Linked DNA regions of Mus musculus: all the other regions are linked to region 1. A link is a contact called in public HiChIP or PLAC-seq and promoter capture Hi-C data. All regions are on one chromosome and are shown on one strand. The core of a region is the stretch at or near the end of the contact, and the rest is flanking DNA. Distances in the headings are between cores, read along the strand shown.

Region 1 (2,700 bases), core at 86-2,585:
CAGCAACACCCATAAAAAGTCCTCCCAGCATAACTGTGCCGCTTATGAAAGAGGCTCAGCAAACTAGAGGGTCAGGTGCCAAGTGCCCCTCCCTCCCCGTCTTACTCCAGGGGTGAAGAGCCCAGACATCTGGCATACCTTGTCCTGCCCTGAGCATGGAGGGAGAACTAGTGCCCAATGAACCTTGGCCAAAGCAACTTGGCCTCTGGTCTCCCCAAAGTACAGATGAACTACAAAGCCCCCGAGAGTCCGCCCCTCCCCCCAACTTCCTGTGCTCGAGTCTCTAGAAAGTCTCCCAGATTGGTAAGGTGGCACTTGCTTATAAACCCAGCTCTCAGGAGACTGGGACCAGAGATTTCATGCTCAAGGCTGGCCTGACGTTTATAACAAGACTAAAACCGGGAGAGGAAAAAAAGAAAAAAAAGTAAGACTGTGAGAATCCACTTTGAGGTCCTTGAGGCACTTGCACCCAAGTGTCTGGTGCCCCAGTAGGCACAATTCCCGAGTAGGAAAAAGCTTCTAATACAGCTATGAAGGAGACTAGTCCAGTGGGGATTTGCAGACCACAGCGGAATTCTCGCGCCAGGGCAACGCATGGGAGGAGGGGAATGGGATGGCGGGGGGAGGGGGGGGTGGACTACTTGCTACGGCCCTGCCAGATCGGCCACCACCTGGGTAGGTAGGGGCGTATGGCTCCGGGAGTGTCACCACTCTCCCTTGATAGACAACTTTCCAGACAGGAAGGACCCTATGCTGCGGGCCACACGGCCAGGCCCTGCTGTCTACTCTTCCCTGGTTTAACCCCTCGGCCCTGGCTAGGTACAAGCAAGTCGCGGGGACCTTGGCTAGGTGTGTGCACAAAGCTGCACGGTTCGCATCCTCGAAGACAAGCAGTTTCCTCTTTCTAGGATCAATAGTAATTTTTTTAAAAAAGAGAATCAGCGGACTCAATGAATCAAACACTCCCGGGAGAGGGTAGCCGCTCCTGCGCGTAACATCCGTTTGGAAAACAATTCATTCCCTTGGCGGGAGCTCTGAACATAACAGTACGGGGTCCCCAAGCTCGATCGAGGGGCGCTCCCAGGTCAGCACCCACTTCCCCGACCCAGTGAACTGGGCCTGCGGTCCTACGCCCTGCCCGGCGATCCTCGAGCAGGATCGCTCGCTGTCCCGGTGACAAGTTCCGACCTGATCCTCACCGTGCGGCCCCACAGGCTCTGCAGTCCCCGCCGCTGCCGCCGCCCCCGGCCGGCTCACCAGTCCCGGCCGCGATCCCGTAGCCGAACCGCACGGGCGCTGCCAACAAACTAGTTTCTCCGGCCTTCCCGCCCCGCCTCGCGGCCCGAAGCGCAGCAACCAATCATAAACCGCGCCTCTGTGACGGATGGGTCGACTGACCCGTAATACAGTCGCGTGAGAAGAAAGGGACGGTCGTCCAGGCCATCGGTGCCGCGGAAGGCGGGGCGGGGAGAGGAAAGCGACTGCCACCAGATTCTTAAAGGGACAGGCCATTGCCTTTCTGTTCTGGTGGCCAGAGTTGGGAGAAAGCAACACGACCTGTTCTAGAGCTTCTCTTAAGGAAGGTCTTTGTCGATCACACGCATTCTTCTTTCTGTTACCGAATCACAGCCGTTGTTGATCTTTTTAAAGACCAGCAATCTAATCGCTCCTATGTTAAGGAAATCCTTTTTCCCTCCCGGCTAGTTTCGATGCGAGGGAATTTCTACAGACACGAATCCCTGTCTATACTGGGAATTCCCAGATTTCAAGGGAGAGGACTTTAAGCTTCAGCTGTTCTGTCAAGCCGGTGGAAATTTCTTCCTAAACTTTTTTTTAACCCTTCAAATATCCTTCACTATTAGAACTCTCAGCGGTACAAAACTGATAGAGTAAATCTATATCTATACATACATACATACATACATACATACATACAACACACATATGGAATTTATTAGAGTAACTTTCAGGCTGTGGCCGGGGTAGCCCAACAATGGCTGTCTCCGGATATAACGTCTGAGAGTCCAACTGTCAGTCCACGAGGCTGGATGCTTCAGCTGGTCTTCAGTATACCTTGGAATTCAGAAGAAGTTGGCTATAATACAATGAAAGAATGACCCTACCTGTGAAACTTAAGGGCAGACAAAGAGCAAAAGCTTGCTTCTTCCAGGTCCTTTTTCCAGGCTGCCGCTAGAAGGTGCCCAGATTTAGGGTGGGTCTTCGGGGGTGGGTGGATATGGGGGACTTTTGGTATAGCATTGGAAATGTAAATGAGCTAAATACCTAATAAAAAATGGAAAAAAAAAAAAGAATGAAATTGGCTCAAAAAAAAAAAAAAAAGGGTCTTCCTATCTCAAATGATCCAACCAGGAAAAAATCCCTCACAGGTGAGCCCAGCTGCTTGGGTTTTAGCTACTCCAGATATAATCAAGTTGAGGATCAAGAGTAGACATCACACTTGCCCAACGCATCCATTAGTTCATTTAAGAGTTACTAGATGAGCTGGGGAGTGGCGCTCACAACCACCTGTAATGAGAACGCCCTCTTCTGGTGCGTCTGAAGTCAGCTACAGTGTACTTATGTATAATAATAAATCTTTGGGCCGGAGCGAGCAGAGACTCTAAAAATTCAATTCCCAACAACCACATGAAGGTTCACAACCATCTGTACAGCTACAGTGTACTCACATACATTTAATTA
Region 2 (2,700 bases), core at 34-2,533, 280 kb after region 1:
TTGAAATGGTAACGTGTGCATTCAAACTCCACCTACAAAGATTGACTTAGATCCATCAAACTTAACTTTCCTGGACTTGTATAAATGGAAACAACCCTTCTGCCTTTAGAGTTGCTATATGAAACTCATGAGCAGAGTGGACTTCCCATCTATTTAAATAAAAGGTCACTTTGAATAGCCTGTGCCTCTCGATCATCTGACATCCCTGTTCTCCTCCTTCACTCAGCCTTCCAGGAAGCCTTTAAAACGAGGTAAGTGTCATGCCAGTAACTATGCAAACAACTTCACAACTATTGAGGATGACAAACATCTTTGTCTGCCAGTTTCAAATACTCTATCAGTTTTTATAAGTTGGCTTTAAAAAAAAAAGCTAAAGCTTGTAGTTAAATATACACTGTGACATGCAGCCCTAATTAGCATTCTTCTCAAATATAAACATAATTTGTGCTATAACCATAAGCTAACAAGAACAGGGAAAAAACCTTTAACACATCAAAGCTTAGGGTACTGAGATTTAATATTCTTCAAATCTTAATAATGAAGTACAGAAACATCAATTTAGGAAAAAAAAACCTGGACATTTTAACATAAAATTGGGGAAAGAATTATCATTTAATTTGTATGTCTTCATCTTTTTCATTTTAATCAACAACAAGGTATGTAAGGGAATCATGCCACCCTGTGGCCACATTACTAAACCCAGAATCAGTAGAGAAGGCAGCATTTTGATATATGCTGAAAACTTAAAATTATATCATCAAACCTAAGGTTAAGTTTAATAAATGTTAAGAGCATGTTGACTTTATAGACTGAGTTCAAAGTGTTTCCTGGAGCATAAATGTTGTTTTTATTTTATACCCAGTGCTCAAGTCCACCGAATTCGACACATAAGTCAGAATGAACCATAACCCCAAATAAGCCATAACTTATTTGGCTATAACTGGAACACTCCAAAGCACCATAACACAGAGCTATTATGGTCAGAAATGAATTATCATTAGTTTTGATCACTACTCCAAATTGTAGTTTGGCCTTACATACACGCCGTTCTCTGGAAATGATTTTAAAAGGCTTAAACCAGAGAAATGTCATCCTTTAGTATGAGCCAATCAGCTTGAATGTCTGAGGCACAATGAGAACAGTCCATTCTCTGTAGGTACTGAAGACCCCTCATGTTCTACAAATAAAACCAGAGAAGTTTCATCTTTTCCTTCATGTGCTGGAAACTAAGACCTATGGCCCACACCCTCTGCCTCTAGCTTGCTTTGTTACGTAACTCCATGCCACAGCTGTGCCCATTCATCCACACTTACACGCTTGCCTACACCTTCACACGAGAGGAAGTCCACTCGCATTTCTAACTGAAATTTCTAACTTAGATTTCTAAACTGGCACTCTAAGACAGAATCCTTCTTTTCAGACCCCAGAACTTCTCTCACATGAGGAGGGTCTTCTTGCTGAGGTTCTGTCTGTGCCCTTACTAGTTAATTTGGGGCTTCCTTTCAATGAGGGCAAGAGGTGGCTGACAAAAGCAACTGACATCCTTTTAACAAAGCATTAATACAAAATTACTAAATTCTGAATTGTTTTCATACTTTTAACCTATACCCAAGAGAAGAGAACAAAGCTTTACTAACCTCAAGGCAATTCAAAGGCTGAGTTCCAAAGGCACTTGGAACTAAATGTAGTTGATTCCCTCTAATAGTAACAGAGAGCAAACACACTCCACATTTCCCAGGTGCATAGAACTCCTATTTTATGGAAGTTCACGAGTTACCTAGTGTTACTGGAGATGACTCTGAAAGATCAAGCACGCGGGCTTGGTTGTATGTAGGAGAAGAGTCTCAGATCTCCGTCAGAACTTTTATCCAGGTGACTGGTTACTTGATCTCTACTCTCTGTGAGAGAAGCTCTGATCGATCACTCTGTTGTTCAAAACTAGGCCCAACTCTCAGAATACACAGGTTGACGAGTCTGGTTGAACAGCTAACAAGTCTGCCACACTGCTAACTACACAGATGAGCTGAATAACAAAAATAATGGTCAAGATATTCTCAATTACTATTTTAGTCAGACCCAACAACAAGAAAAGACTGCACCTATGCCATCAATCTCCAGCAACATAAGCCTAAGAAACAGTGCAGCCCTTACAAAGACAAAAATTTCCCTCTCTTCATTAATGAGAAGTGTATACTTGAGTTTGATCATTTTTAGGGCCATAATTTCACAATAACTAATGAGAAAGGTAGTCTATATTAGGCATTATCTTATAAGCATAGATGATCTCCCAAATAAAAATGTATAGTGATTAAAAAAACTGCTTAATTATCCATAAAAATGGGTTTTTAATATAAGGATTTAAAAAAAACTAAAGAATTATAAATGGTGGGACGTCTCAGTTGCCCACATCTTTTACTTACTTATACAGAAGTTACTGTAGTAGTAGCAATGCAAGAATTACCTTATGATTTAGATAAAAACTGTTTTAACTCTGACTCTCCACCAGAACTCCAAGAATATGTGTTCTTTTTCCATACCAAAGATTGCCTCTCTACAAGACCTTGGCAAAGACTCTATTCCACAAAATACTAGTCACCTAGGACCTTTCTTCAATAAGCAGGAATAACTTGGGGGAAGGAAGTAATAGAATGGAAAAGAGCTATGCATTTCAGAAGTGAATTAATTATACTGTAGAAGTGG
Region 3 (2,700 bases), core at 180-2,679, 480 kb after region 1:
TATTACTTTCTGGTAGCAGAATGACATGATCTTAGTTTCATTTATTTTCTCTGTTTCTCCAGACTATATATTTTCTCAATGACTATATATTTTACATATTATTGGAAAGAAAATAATTGGATTAATGGTTATTCTAAAACGATGACATCTTCCTGCACCTGTCACCCAGTTGCATGGGAGTCAGAGTCACTGCATGCCTGGTCCCTTTCCATCTGTGATCTCATGGAATCCTCACAGAAGCCCCATATGTTGTCAGTTCGTGGTGTAGATGACTCTGAGGGCCCCCAGGAGGTAGCCTGTTTAAGGGCAGAGAGAGCATGTGGGCCTGGGAAACCACATGCAGCCTGTCTGCTGTGCGAGTCCATGTGAGAAAGCCACATCCTCTAATCAGCAGACAGGGCTGTGACTCTCACAGCAGCTGCATCTCCTCCTCTTCCTTCCTAACTGTGCCCCCGTCCTGGCCCAGTCCTTCAAGTCGGATGGTGATTTAACCGACCAAATGTCTTCCACACAGATATAGATAGCAAGGGGCCAAGATCCGGGGACTGTGGTTTCATTAAAAATATATTTTTATTTGTTCTTTGACAATTTCATAATTTAGACAATGTGTCTGATAATAGCCCTGCTCCCCACTCCTTTCTCCAGAGTCCCCCACACGTGTCCTTCCCCTTTATGTCCCTCTACTCTTCTTCCTCCTTCCCTTCCTCCTCCTCCTCCCCCTCCTCCTTCTTTTAAATAATCTACTGAGTCCAGTTAGTCTTACCAGTATGCATATGGGCAACCCAGCAAGGGCCAGAGGAAAAATGACTTCTCTTTCTGTAACAACCCTTACCTTAGTTGTCAAAATCTCCTCAGCTAGTGCTGGGCCTGAGCCCACCCCATTCTTGGATTCATGTACTTAGTGACTGGCTTGGTTTTGTGCAGGTAACTCTAGCTTCTTTGAAACACACACACACACACACACACACACACACACACACACACAGAGAGAGAGAGAGAGAGAGAGAGAGAGAGAGAAAGAGAGAGAGAGGTAAATATAATAAAAAAGAAAGCAAATACCAATTCAATCTTTCATGTCCCATCAGAGGTAGTTTTCCTTTGGGTATCTACTTTGAGACATGAAAATTAAACCGAGTTAGTCACCCTAACAAGGAGGGTAGGGTAGGAGGGAACAGTAGCTGGGGTTACGGGCAGAGGACACTGGGGTAGGCATTTCTGTGTCCGGAACCCTGGAGAGACTGATTTCACTGTAGCGGTCACTGACAGACCTTCCAGACCCATCTGTGTTTATACGATTTAGTAAATCTATGACATCACTATGCAGGGCTGTTTCAGATTATATACTAGAATGAGGATGTTCTGTGTTCAGAGCACAGACTGAGTGAATCGCCTGGGCAGGTTTCTTCTCCATCATCTCAGTTCTCTTCTGCCATCTGCTGGGGCAGGCACTCTACAGCATGGAGAACCAGGGAAGAGCTTGTCGCAAGCCCCTGACAGTGATATATCCAACAGCAATACGCTGAAAAGGCTGGAGAGGCAGGCTTTACACCATCCTGCCTTCCTTTCCCAGCAGATCTTCTGGGGTTTTCAAAGATTAACATAGTTCCTAGTATTTTTTAAATGTAACAGCCTTATAGTAGCAGCTGTTGCTACACTTGAAACATTTTAAACAGTATTTTATAAATGACACAGAAGCACACAGGTTTGAGTTTAAAAAAAAAAAAAGAGAAACAGAAGCGCAGAGATTGAGGAAGTGGAGCCACGAGCTGGCAGCGGAGCCCCACCAGAAGCTTCCTTGACACTGGGGTACACACTTTTCTCACAAAGCATTGCAGAAAATAAAAGCAAGGAAGAGTCCCAGAGAGGTGAGTCAAGCTGCTGTTCAGTGCACGAAGGAAGGCTGTGGTCCAAGATCCTCAGCCCTCAGATGGCAGGGAGTAGGGGTGCGTAGGGTGGACCTAGCAGCACAATTTCCCACACGCCTTTCAAGGTCAATGCCAGGACAATGAGAGACATTTAAAAAGTCACTTACTATTTTTATTTCATACGTATGAGTGTTTTGCCTGCATGGGTGTGCACCACCAGCACTGTCTCTGAGGCCAGTGTTCCCCGAGCCATGTTCCCAACTCCTCCCCAGTTTTCCTATCTTCTCTCCCTGACCCTCTTGTTAACACCCTTCTTCCCAGCAAGTGCCCTTCCTACTTCCATGTCTTTTTAAGTTTTAACATGGTTGTTCCTTACTGCGTTTAAGTTTGGTTGCTTTAATGAGAAAGGTTGGGGGAGTTATTAGCTTGAGCAAGGACAACTTGCCACTGTCCACACCACTGAGGAATGTGACTTCTACCCCTGCAATCATTACTGCCCATCGCTCCTCAGGGAGAGGTGGGGCCTCATGAGCTCGCCCACCACCCACAGGGAATGTTAGTGGGCCCTGTCTTGTGCAGATAGCCACAGTTGCCAGGACTTCATAGGTACCGCAATTATGTGCAGAAGACAGCATGGATTTCATAGCACCCCGCTCCCACCTTCAGGCTGTAGCTCTTACATTATCTCTGCTCCGTCTTCCTTAATGTTTCATGAGCTTTGGAAGGGTGATATAGATGTTCCATTTAGGGGTGAGTGCTCAAAAGTCACTTGATTGGTTAGGAGTCTCAGCATTAACTACTGCCCGTTGCAAACAGAATGGTGCTCATCTGCAGC
Region 4 (2,700 bases), core at 114-2,613, 380 kb after region 1:
TGAGTTCATTAAATCTGTCGTAAACCTCCTGTCTAAAAGCTAATGAACAACATACTCACAGGAGAAAAGAACATTTCTCTCCATAATTCCTCAGACTAAAGAAAAGATCGTCCATTTCTAGAATTGATTTACCAACCCAATCTGAGAGTTCAATTAAAAAAAAATTAACTCTAGAAAATACAACCAAACTAGCTCACAAAATCAGTGTAATTCTGGAGTACACTTAAGTCTTCCTTCCACATTATAAGGCAGCAAATACAGTTGGAAACCCATGGTGGTATGTATCTATTGTCAACAGCAATGAAGACACAGAGGAGGAGGATAAAGAGTTCAAGACCAGGGCTGGGTAACTAAGCTTGGCTGGCATGTACAAGACCTGGGTTCAATTCCAAATACCTAAGACCAACCACACACACCAGTGTGGAGGAGCATGGCTTTAACGCCAGCCCTCAGAGGAGCAAAAGTTCAAGGCTTACCCTCTATTACACAGTGAGTTGAAAGCCAGCATAAGATACAAAAGACCCTACTTTAATTAAAAGGAGGGTACAGTGGGGGTTCAGTGGTAGAAGTGCATGCCTAAGTGGTTTTGGGCTCTAACACCATCAACTCCATCCTGCCAGCCCCCATAAAAGCCCTGATCAACTGTTGAAGACAGAAAGCCCAATTCTCCTCCAGTAGACCATTTTAGCCACATATGGTGGCAAGGCTAAGAGAACAAAACGCCTTGGGCATATGCCATCAGTTTTTTCTTCAGAATTAGGGAATCATCCATATCATTTGTTCAAAGAGACTTTGTAAAAGCAACAAGAACAAATTAACTATTCATCTTAGAAATGTATTCACATCAAGACAATTTCTACATAACAGTTAATAAAATATGCAGTCTGCCAACTGGCTCCCTAACTCTAGGTTATATAAAAAGAAGGGAGGGAGGGACAGAGGGAGAGAAGGAAGGGGGAGGGAGGGGAAGGAAGAAAGGATGTACGGACGGATGAACAGACAGAAGGATCTGTTCTGTCCATTTATAGTAACAGGACTTTTCTCCACTGTCATTCAATACATCATCATCTCTACTTCCTCAATTCATTTCTATGTGCACAGAGACAATTCTGAAGGCAGTGCCGTAAGAAAAAAGCTATTGCCAGCTTTAGAGAAGAAAAATTAAAAATGAACACAGCAATCATATTCCTTTCAATGACTTTACTGGGCAACTACTCCTAAGCGCTTCCATTTTTGTCCCTTATTTTAAAAAAACACCTTCACAGAATTAGTAATTCAATTCTACCACAAAATACAGTTGTAGGAATGAATAGACAATGTTTACAACAGTTTAAATTTGCTCTAGTCAAAGCTTATTTACATAATACAAATGCAAGTACCAATTACGCAACGGCCACAGCAGTGCTGACTATGGCTTCAGGTCACAGTGTGAATTATAGAAAAAAAATCTAGGAACAAAGGTTGAATTAAGCCACACTAAAAAAATAAAGTTTAAAAAAGAATTTTACCTGTTCCTGCCTTTCAAAGGCTAAGATAGCTTCTCTTCCACTCCCACTATCTAGCATGCATGAGACTTGGAGAGCAATCCCCAATTCTGCCAACAATGAAGTAAAATTCAGAGGGAGAAGAGCCTGGGAGAGTGTGTGCCAAATAACTACCTTCTAAATAACAAATAACAGCCTATCAGTTTGCCTTTCAAGTCAAAATGGATGTGCATTAAAGAGTAGGAAACAGAAAAGAAGCATGGTTGTCTAGAAAGAAAACCATACAACAGTTTTTCCACAACACAACCAAAATATTTTCAGAGACTTTTAAGCATAACTCCTTGGTCACGTTTCTAAATACGTGCTTTAAAGTTGAGATTTAACAAATTAATGTCTACTCTTTTACCAGGGATGTTAGTGGAGATGGCTCAGCTGTTATAAGTACAAATTGTTCTTACTGAAGTTCTCAGCATCCACACACCCATATAACCAGTGGTTCAAAACTGACCATAAATAATTTCAGGCTCACAGGATCCGATGCCCTCTTCTGAATGCCACAGGTACACATACTCACACATGCACACAAGAGGCATTAGTGTTAACTGGCATTATTTTTCCCCGAGTATGTAACTCAAGTATTGTAGGCATATTCACCATAGAGTTGAAAGCAAAGGCTTAAAGAGATTTTGCACCCCTGTGCTCATACAGCTTGCTTACAACGGCCAATAGAGAGAAGCAACGTAGTGTATATACAACACAATGAATGCAATTCTGCCTTAGAAAAGAAGTAAATTCTAACACACGCGAACAACATAAATGAATCTTAAAGACATCACACAAGGGAATTAAGCCAGCTACAAGAAGACAAACCCTACAAGCTGGAGTAGCAAAATTCATAGAGACAGAAAAAAGAATTGCTATTTGCCAGTGGCTGGGGGATAAAAACAGGCATTTATAGTTTAAAGGGTAGTTTGGATCCTGCAGGATGAAAACTTATAGGCGGTGGTAATAGGTATACAACAACATGAAAATAACTAATGCTACTAAATTCCACGCTTAAAAATGATAAAGACGGAGCTGGAGAGATAGTCTTACTGTTATTCCTTGGTACCACAGTTCAGTCCCCAGCACCCACATCAGGCAGCTCCGTCACCTTAATTCTGACTTCAGTGTCACTTATGTCCTCTTCTAGCCTCCACAGGTATCTACCCATCAC
Region 5 (2,700 bases), core at 107-2,606, 300 kb after region 1:
AAAATCTATTAACAGTCTACTCAGAAAGCTGGCCTTAAAGAGAAGTTAGGCACTTGTCCTTTTGAAATAACAATCTACATAACCATTTTTTGTTTATATGTGATGGGTTGCTTTATCAGCCATGTTGGAAGACATTAACCAACCCAAACTGCTCTGATTTAATTCATCAGGGGCTTTTTTTGTTTGTTTGCTTTGGTTTTTTTTTTGTTTGTTTGTTTGTTTGTTTGTTTGTTCGAGACAGGGTTTCTCTGTATAGCCCTGGCTTTCCTGGAACTCACTTTGTAGATCAGGCTGGCCTCAAACTCAGAAATCCACCTGCCTCTGCCTCCCAAGTGCTGGGATTAAAGGCGTGAGCCACCACCGCCCGGCTTCATCAGGGGCTTTTAAAACTAACCTTCTTGTCCAGTTGGTTCATGACTAGATTTTAGTAGGCACCAGGATTACAGGATTCTGGTTTGCTGGCCCCAAGCCCAACATTTACACGTCTGAAGTGGGGTGTTCTCGAAGCTATCCTTTCTGAGGGTCCCCATCAGTTCTGCAGCATCTCCTCCTGCTGTCTGTCTAGAACAAGCTACTGCTTGTAGTACTTTACCAGTCAGTCATGTATTTGAGCCTCTGTCTCCCAATCAAAGAATTCAGTCCAAAGCTCCCATTCATGTAACAAGTACTTCATAATACCCACTTAAGTGAATTAAGCATACAGAACATTATGTTTTAATTTCCAGTGCCCAGCAAGACTCCTCTTCAAATGCTAAATGGAAAATTTAACTCCCCTCATTGTTATCTGAAAGCTTAGGAAACACAAAGCTATTATAAAATGTATCCTTTAAATAGTCACCAAAAAGCATCTTTGTTAGTTCTAACAAAGCCAAGAAAATAAAATGTAAAGCTCAAACCACTGGAAACCGGTTAGAAAGTCCAACAGATGGAACAGAAATAGTATTTGCCTTTATAAAACCATACCATGGAGCAACAGTTGATTTCCTTATACCTTCTGAAACTATTCACAAAGTACTGTTATTTAAATATAATTCTCAGATCTGGCTGGCCAGTGCCCCAGACAGTGAAACACTGAAGCAAGGCCTACCAGAAATATACTGTTACAACAGATAATCCACTTAAGAGGTCAGAATGCTAACAAGGCTCAGGGTACAAAATGTAGCCTAACTGTAAAGTGAGTCAAGATTCTTTTAGTTCCGGTATGGAAACATGTTTCCCAGGAACAGGAGTGGGAGTGGGAAGGGGAATCACTAACAAATTGGTCCTCTTTCCTACTGAGAACATTTAAGTACAGGTAACCTAGTTCTATGGTTCTTCCCAAATTTGTCTTACGCAAACTGCATTTAGGAATTTTTTTTAAGTGGTTCCTCTTTTTTTTTTTTTAAACAAGTTCCTCTCTCTGAACATAGTATCTGCATAGGCGCTACCAAATGAGGATTCTAATGGCATTTAGATGGAAATCTATTCTAACTATCACGGACAAGCACATCAATCCAATGGACAAAGTGCACATTGTTAGGAGGCTGAAAACAAATCCAAAGTGGGAAAAGATCCAATGTGGAAGCCCTAAGTCATTCCACCTCAACACCCAGATACAGATCAAATGGACCAGGTCTTCTGAGCCTATCTAAGACCTGAACACAAGTCCACTGGGGAGGCTGGCTGGCGGACTTTTAAACTCGCACTTGCCAGGATATAAAATGGAAACATTAGCCAAATCCTATATGCTTACTGTGAAGAGCATATGAGGCAATGTATATTAAATGCAAGCCCATAGTACCTTTCCCCAACTGGAAATAACATTTGAGAGAGTTTTCCTTTTTTTTTTTGTTTGTTTGTTTGCTTTTGTTTTTTTTTTAAGCAGACACTAGTAGCTTGTGGATTAGTCTAATAAAAACAGCTAAAATCACTAGATTCAGTCTTGTTTTTCACAACTTAAATGAGAAAAGGCATCTAGTGTTGGCTATTCTTTTCATATAATACCTGTCAATTATCAGGATGTTTTCTGTCTCATCTAAGAAGCTATTCATTCAAAAACATTGGTACCAGGGGAAAAAGACAGAGAGGGTAACATAATAAACCATATTTGTTGGGGTTCTGGGAATCTGTTTTGCAACTGAAATGGCTCTTCCCCTTGAAAATCTAATAAATAAGAGTCTTATCCCAAACATATGGTAGATAATGATTATTAACCCATGTGCTGCTTTGGAACCTGTCTTGGAAAAGAATTTCTCTCTCATGTGTGACTGGTACTTTTAAAGGCATTTACTCTGTCGGAGGGGTGTCTGTGTGTTTCCGAAAAGAGTTGATAGAGACTCTCTCTATGGCCCCACAGCTGAAAAGTAAACAGGCAGCCTCAGAGGCATAAAAAGGCAATTTGTAACAGAAGAATATGAGAAATACACCCCTACTTTCTCCTCCTTAAATGTGTTCTGGTCATTTTATCAAATTGCCAACATCCAATATAAACCATCTGGGAGAGTGTTTTGGCACAGCAGTCTCCTCTAGAGTTACAGCTAAAAATAGCATTAACCACAGAAGACTCAGAGCCCACTAGAACACTTCAGAAACCAGTAAAGAATATTGTTCTAATACAGAAAAAGCACCTGGAAATGCAGAAGATGCATTCTGAGAATTACCTTAATGTTGTAGTGCCTTCGCCGTGCTGGCTCAGGGCTAAAAACTCATCACCCTTTTAAG
Region 6 (2,700 bases), core at 30-2,529, 450 kb after region 1:
ATCTGCCTGCCTCTGCCTCCCGAGCGCTGGAGCAAATGAAATTCACAAATAAATGAGGCAAAGATATATGCAGGTTTGTAACTTATGCTTCCTCTAATATTAGTGTTGGCTACCAGAGACAATGGGTTGAAAATGGTTCTAAGAAGAACTGGCAGGTGGGTGCCAGTATGTTTGTTGTGGGCTGTTTATTTGTTTGCTTGCTTTGTTTGTTTGTTTGTTTGTTTTAAATTAACCACAGATTGCCATATTCCCTTACACCTCACTGTTCATCTTGCTTTCAGTGGGACAGTAGTCATAGACTAGTGAAATAATAGTTTGGCTCTACTTGAAACTCAGCTACACCACTTAGCAAACATGACCTTGGAGGAGTGAGACCATTTACCCTCGTTCCAACTTAGAACATGCCTGAGCTCTTCATTTCTAGATGTACAAATGTGAAAGTTAAATAAGATAAAAAATGAAATGTATCTGAATTGTATTTGATTTATAGGCAGTGTTTAATCACTGACGAGTATTTACACACCCTTTTTGCTCTGCGCTGTTTTTGTTTGTTTGTTTTGAGACAGGCTCTCCTGTAGTTCAGGCTGGCCTCAAACTTCCTCTGTAGGTGTGGATAACCCTGAGCTCCTGGTCTCCCTGTTTCCACCTCCCAGATGAGGGAATTTCAGGTGGGATCTGCTGCTCTGGGCTGGATAGTTACTATTTTTACTATTTACTCATCTAATAAGTTAATGGCCTGCTTGTCTGTCAGGGTGGAGACTACAGCCCTAACTGATTACCTGGATAATTGCAGAATTTGAAATGTGTTTAGAAGGAAGTAGTAAAAAGCTGGGAGAATTGAGTGAAGGTAGACATGGAAACCTCCGAACTACACCCACTGAGGGGAGAATGTGGATGAAGGAAGAAGATACCGCCTGTGAAGAGACTCATCGGGAAATTCCATTCATTCTTAGTGAGGTCCCTGGCCCAGCACCGGGAGCACCAGCTGGCAGTTTGTCAGATATGAAATTAGAAAAACCAGCCCCTTGTCCACACTTGATCTCTGGGCGGGGCATCCAGGCCTTCAATGAGTTTAGTTTTGTTAGTTTTGTTTCCTATCTATTATGGATTTTAAAATCTGTAGCAGAGACAAAGCAGCAAAGAAGAGGCGATGCGGAACAACTTGAGGTGGGACCAATAAAAGCAGAAATCAGATGACAACTGACAGGATGGTAAAGCCCAAATAGTAAGTCTAGATTTGTGCTCTCTTTAATATCAGTGTTGGGCAAATAGCCACAAACTCTCTTAATGCCTTGAGGGTTATTACTTCACATTCTAAAAGTAGATATGTGTAATGTTGGCTTACTCCTCGAACCAAATTTAACTTTCATGTTTTCTATTTAAAACTACAATGGTATGAATTTCAGAAAGATTAAAAAACATAACTTGATGTTTCTAAAAAGCTCTTTTTATGAGTGTGTGTGTTTGCAACTATGTGTGTCTATGTTACAATTCTTCAGGAGCTAGAGTGGATTTCATCCCTGCTGTGAAATTAGAACAGTAAGTCAAAGGATTGACTTCCGGTTGTGCTGACTCATTAGGGAAGCACTGTTAATTTATTTTTTAACCTCTCAGTCCTGTGTGTGTGTGTGTGTGTGTGTGTGTGTGAGAGAGAGAGAGAGAGAGAGAGAGAGAGAGAGAGAATGAGTGTGTATGTGTGTGTGAGTGTATGTATGTATGCATGAATGTATGTATGTGTGTATATGTGTGAGTGTGTGAGAGAGTATGTGAATGTGTGTGTGAGTGTATATGCGTGATTGTATGTGCATGAGTGTGTGTGTTAGGCTGTGAAATTATCCTCAATTGCTCTTTCACCTTATTCAATGGGTCATTGTCTCTCACTCAAATCTAGAGTTCTCGGATATGGCTAATATCATTAACCAGCTTGCTCTGGGGACTCTGTCTCCACATTTCCAAGGCTGGAAATACAGGAAGGCTGCCATTCCGCCCCCCCTCTCGTTTAAGATTTATTTATTTATTTTATGTATATGAGTGCTATAGCTGCCTTCAGACACACACCAGAAGAGTGCATCAGATCCCATTACAGATGAGCCACCATGTGGTTGATGGGAATTGAACTCCAGACCTCTGGAAGAGCAGTCAGTGCTCTTAACCACTGAGCCATCTTTCCAGCCCCCAGCTGCCATTCTCATTTGAGGATGGGGTCTCTGGTCATGATTTTTTCATAGCAAGCACATAACTCCTGTGCTATCTCTAACCCTCCAGTGGGTTCTAGAGCATGCTCAGAGACTAACAGTATCACCCGAGAGTCTCTCACAGATGCAAATTTTCAGATACTCTTCAGACTCCATCCAAATAACACAGGATTGGAGAGATGGCTCAGCAGTTAATAGCATTGGCTGCTCTTGCAGAAGACCTAAGTCTGGTTCCTAGCGATAGGCAGCTCACAATCACCTGGATCTTCAGTTTCCGAGGATCCAACTCCTTTTCTGACCTCTGCTGGCTCCCACACACACGATGTGCATACATACACTCCTGCAATATATGTAAAACAAAGAAATGAATAAATATTAAAAATAGGATGGAATAAAATCATAAGGTTTGGGTCCCAGTAGTCCTGACTAAGAGTTCACAGCTCTGCTGTGACTTACACTGTGAGTCACAACCTCATGGGGTCATGAAATTGACTGTAGGGGTCAT

Evidence for each region. Promoter capture Hi-C pulls out the DNA fragments that hold promoters and counts their contacts. HiChIP or PLAC-seq counts read pairs in DNA pulled down with a chosen protein or histone mark.
Region 2: a contact with region 1 is called in a promoter capture Hi-C map of pre-B cells, with 3 times the contacts expected there. The contact joins the enhancer-like site here to the promoter of Klhl25 in region 1. A contact is called at or near these places in 4 of 39 promoter capture datasets (the 3T3-L1 cell line, cranial neural crest, hematopoietic stem and progenitor cells and 1 more), 1 of 15 datasets of contacts at CTCF or cohesin (the NIH/3T3 cell line), 4 of 484 Hi-C or Micro-C datasets (group 2 innate lymphoid cells, myeloid progenitors, pre-B cells and 1 more), 5 of 115 datasets of contacts at active chromatin or transcription factors (bone marrow-derived macrophages, effector CD8 T cells, large pre-B cells and 2 more) and 1 of 9 other capture datasets (liver).
Region 3: a contact with region 1 is called in an H3K4me3 HiChIP or PLAC-seq map of bone marrow-derived macrophages, with 6 times the contacts expected there. The contact joins the enhancer-like site here to the promoter of Klhl25 in region 1. A contact is called at or near these places in 9 of 39 promoter capture datasets (the 3T3-L1 cell line, the C10 cell line, the HPC-7 cell line and 4 more), 3 of 15 datasets of contacts at CTCF or cohesin (the NIH/3T3 cell line, large pre-B cells and pro-B cells), 3 of 484 Hi-C or Micro-C datasets (CD4 T cells, LSK cells and cardiomyocytes), 19 of 115 datasets of contacts at active chromatin or transcription factors (the 230-238 cell line, the SCID.adh cell line, T-cell acute lymphoblastic leukemia and 15 more) and 1 of 9 other capture datasets (adipose tissue).
Region 4: an H3K4me3 HiChIP or PLAC-seq map of bone marrow-derived macrophages shows a contact between it and region 1, with 3 times the contacts expected there. The contact joins the enhancer-like site here to the promoter of Klhl25 in region 1. A contact is called at or near these places in 3 of 39 promoter capture datasets (the C10 cell line and pre-B cells), 3 of 484 Hi-C or Micro-C datasets (liver and muscle stem cells) and 5 of 115 datasets of contacts at active chromatin or transcription factors (the 230-238 cell line, bone marrow-derived macrophages, large pre-B cells and 1 more).
Region 5: a contact with region 1 is called in an H3K4me3 HiChIP or PLAC-seq map of bone marrow-derived macrophages, with 2.3 times the contacts expected there. The contact joins the enhancer-like site here to the promoter of Klhl25 in region 1. A contact is called at or near these places in 2 of 39 promoter capture datasets (hematopoietic stem and progenitor cells and pre-B cells), 1 of 15 datasets of contacts at CTCF or cohesin (the NIH/3T3 cell line), 2 of 484 Hi-C or Micro-C datasets (myeloid progenitors and pre-B cells), 2 of 115 datasets of contacts at active chromatin or transcription factors (bone marrow-derived macrophages and large pre-B cells) and 1 of 9 other capture datasets (liver).
Region 6: a contact with region 1 is called in an H3K4me3 HiChIP or PLAC-seq map of bone marrow-derived macrophages, with 3 times the contacts expected there. The contact joins the enhancer-like site here to the promoter of Klhl25 in region 1. A contact is called at or near these places in 4 of 39 promoter capture datasets (the C10 cell line, cranial neural crest, hippocampal neurons and 1 more), 1 of 15 datasets of contacts at CTCF or cohesin (large pre-B cells), 2 of 484 Hi-C or Micro-C datasets (CD4 T cells and CD8 T cells), 5 of 115 datasets of contacts at active chromatin or transcription factors (the 230-238 cell line, bone marrow-derived macrophages, embryonic limb bud and 2 more) and 1 of 9 other capture datasets (macrophages).

The regions. Positions count from the first base shown.
Region 1 is chr7:75,846,973-75,849,672 of GRCm38.p6, reverse strand. It overlaps Klhl25 (kelch-like 25), which reads right to left and starts at 1,335. Exons shown (of 3, transcript NM_001122780.1): 1 at 1,200-1,335. Gm51489 (a long non-coding RNA gene) reads right to left here. Exons shown (of 3, transcript XR_003946804.1): 3 at 1,961-2,073.
Region 2 is chr7:75,567,059-75,569,758 of GRCm38.p6, reverse strand. The region is part of intron 2 of Akap13 (A kinase (PRKA) anchor protein 13); the gene reads right to left. Among named protein-coding and RNA genes, the nearest start is that of Akap13, 110 kb to the right of the region's middle. Within about 2 kb of position 1,283, at least 19 of the 459 cell types and tissues checked have an H3K27ac peak or open chromatin away from gene starts, as enhancers often do. A contact at or near this core is called in pre-B cells and pro-B cells, where this site is marked.
Region 3 is chr7:75,369,835-75,372,534 of GRCm38.p6, reverse strand. No RefSeq gene overlaps it. Among named protein-coding and RNA genes, the nearest start is that of Sv2b, 62 kb to the right of the region's middle. Within about 2 kb of position 1,429, at least 148 of the 459 cell types and tissues checked have an H3K27ac peak or open chromatin away from gene starts, as enhancers often do. A contact at or near this core is called in the 230-238 cell line, the HPC-7 cell line, LSK cells and 10 more, where this site is marked.
Region 4 is chr7:75,471,209-75,473,908 of GRCm38.p6, reverse strand. The region is part of intron 1 of Akap13 (A kinase (PRKA) anchor protein 13); the gene reads right to left. Among named protein-coding and RNA genes, the nearest start is that of Akap13, 17 kb to the right of the region's middle. Within about 2 kb of position 1,363, at least 25 of the 459 cell types and tissues checked have an H3K27ac peak or open chromatin away from gene starts, as enhancers often do. A contact at or near this core is called in the 230-238 cell line, bone marrow-derived macrophages, liver and 1 more, where this site is marked.
Region 5 is chr7:75,549,832-75,552,531 of GRCm38.p6, reverse strand. The region is part of intron 2 of Akap13 (A kinase (PRKA) anchor protein 13); the gene reads right to left. Among named protein-coding and RNA genes, the nearest start is that of Akap13, 96 kb to the right of the region's middle. Within about 2 kb of position 1,356, at least 10 of the 459 cell types and tissues checked have an H3K27ac peak or open chromatin away from gene starts, as enhancers often do. A contact at or near this core is called in bone marrow-derived macrophages, where this site is marked.
Region 6 is chr7:75,393,655-75,396,354 of GRCm38.p6, reverse strand. No RefSeq gene overlaps it. Among named protein-coding and RNA genes, the nearest start is that of Gm46017, 42 kb to the left of the region's middle. Within about 2 kb of position 1,279, at least 11 of the 459 cell types and tissues checked have an H3K27ac peak or open chromatin away from gene starts, as enhancers often do. A contact at or near this core is called in bone marrow-derived macrophages, where this site is marked.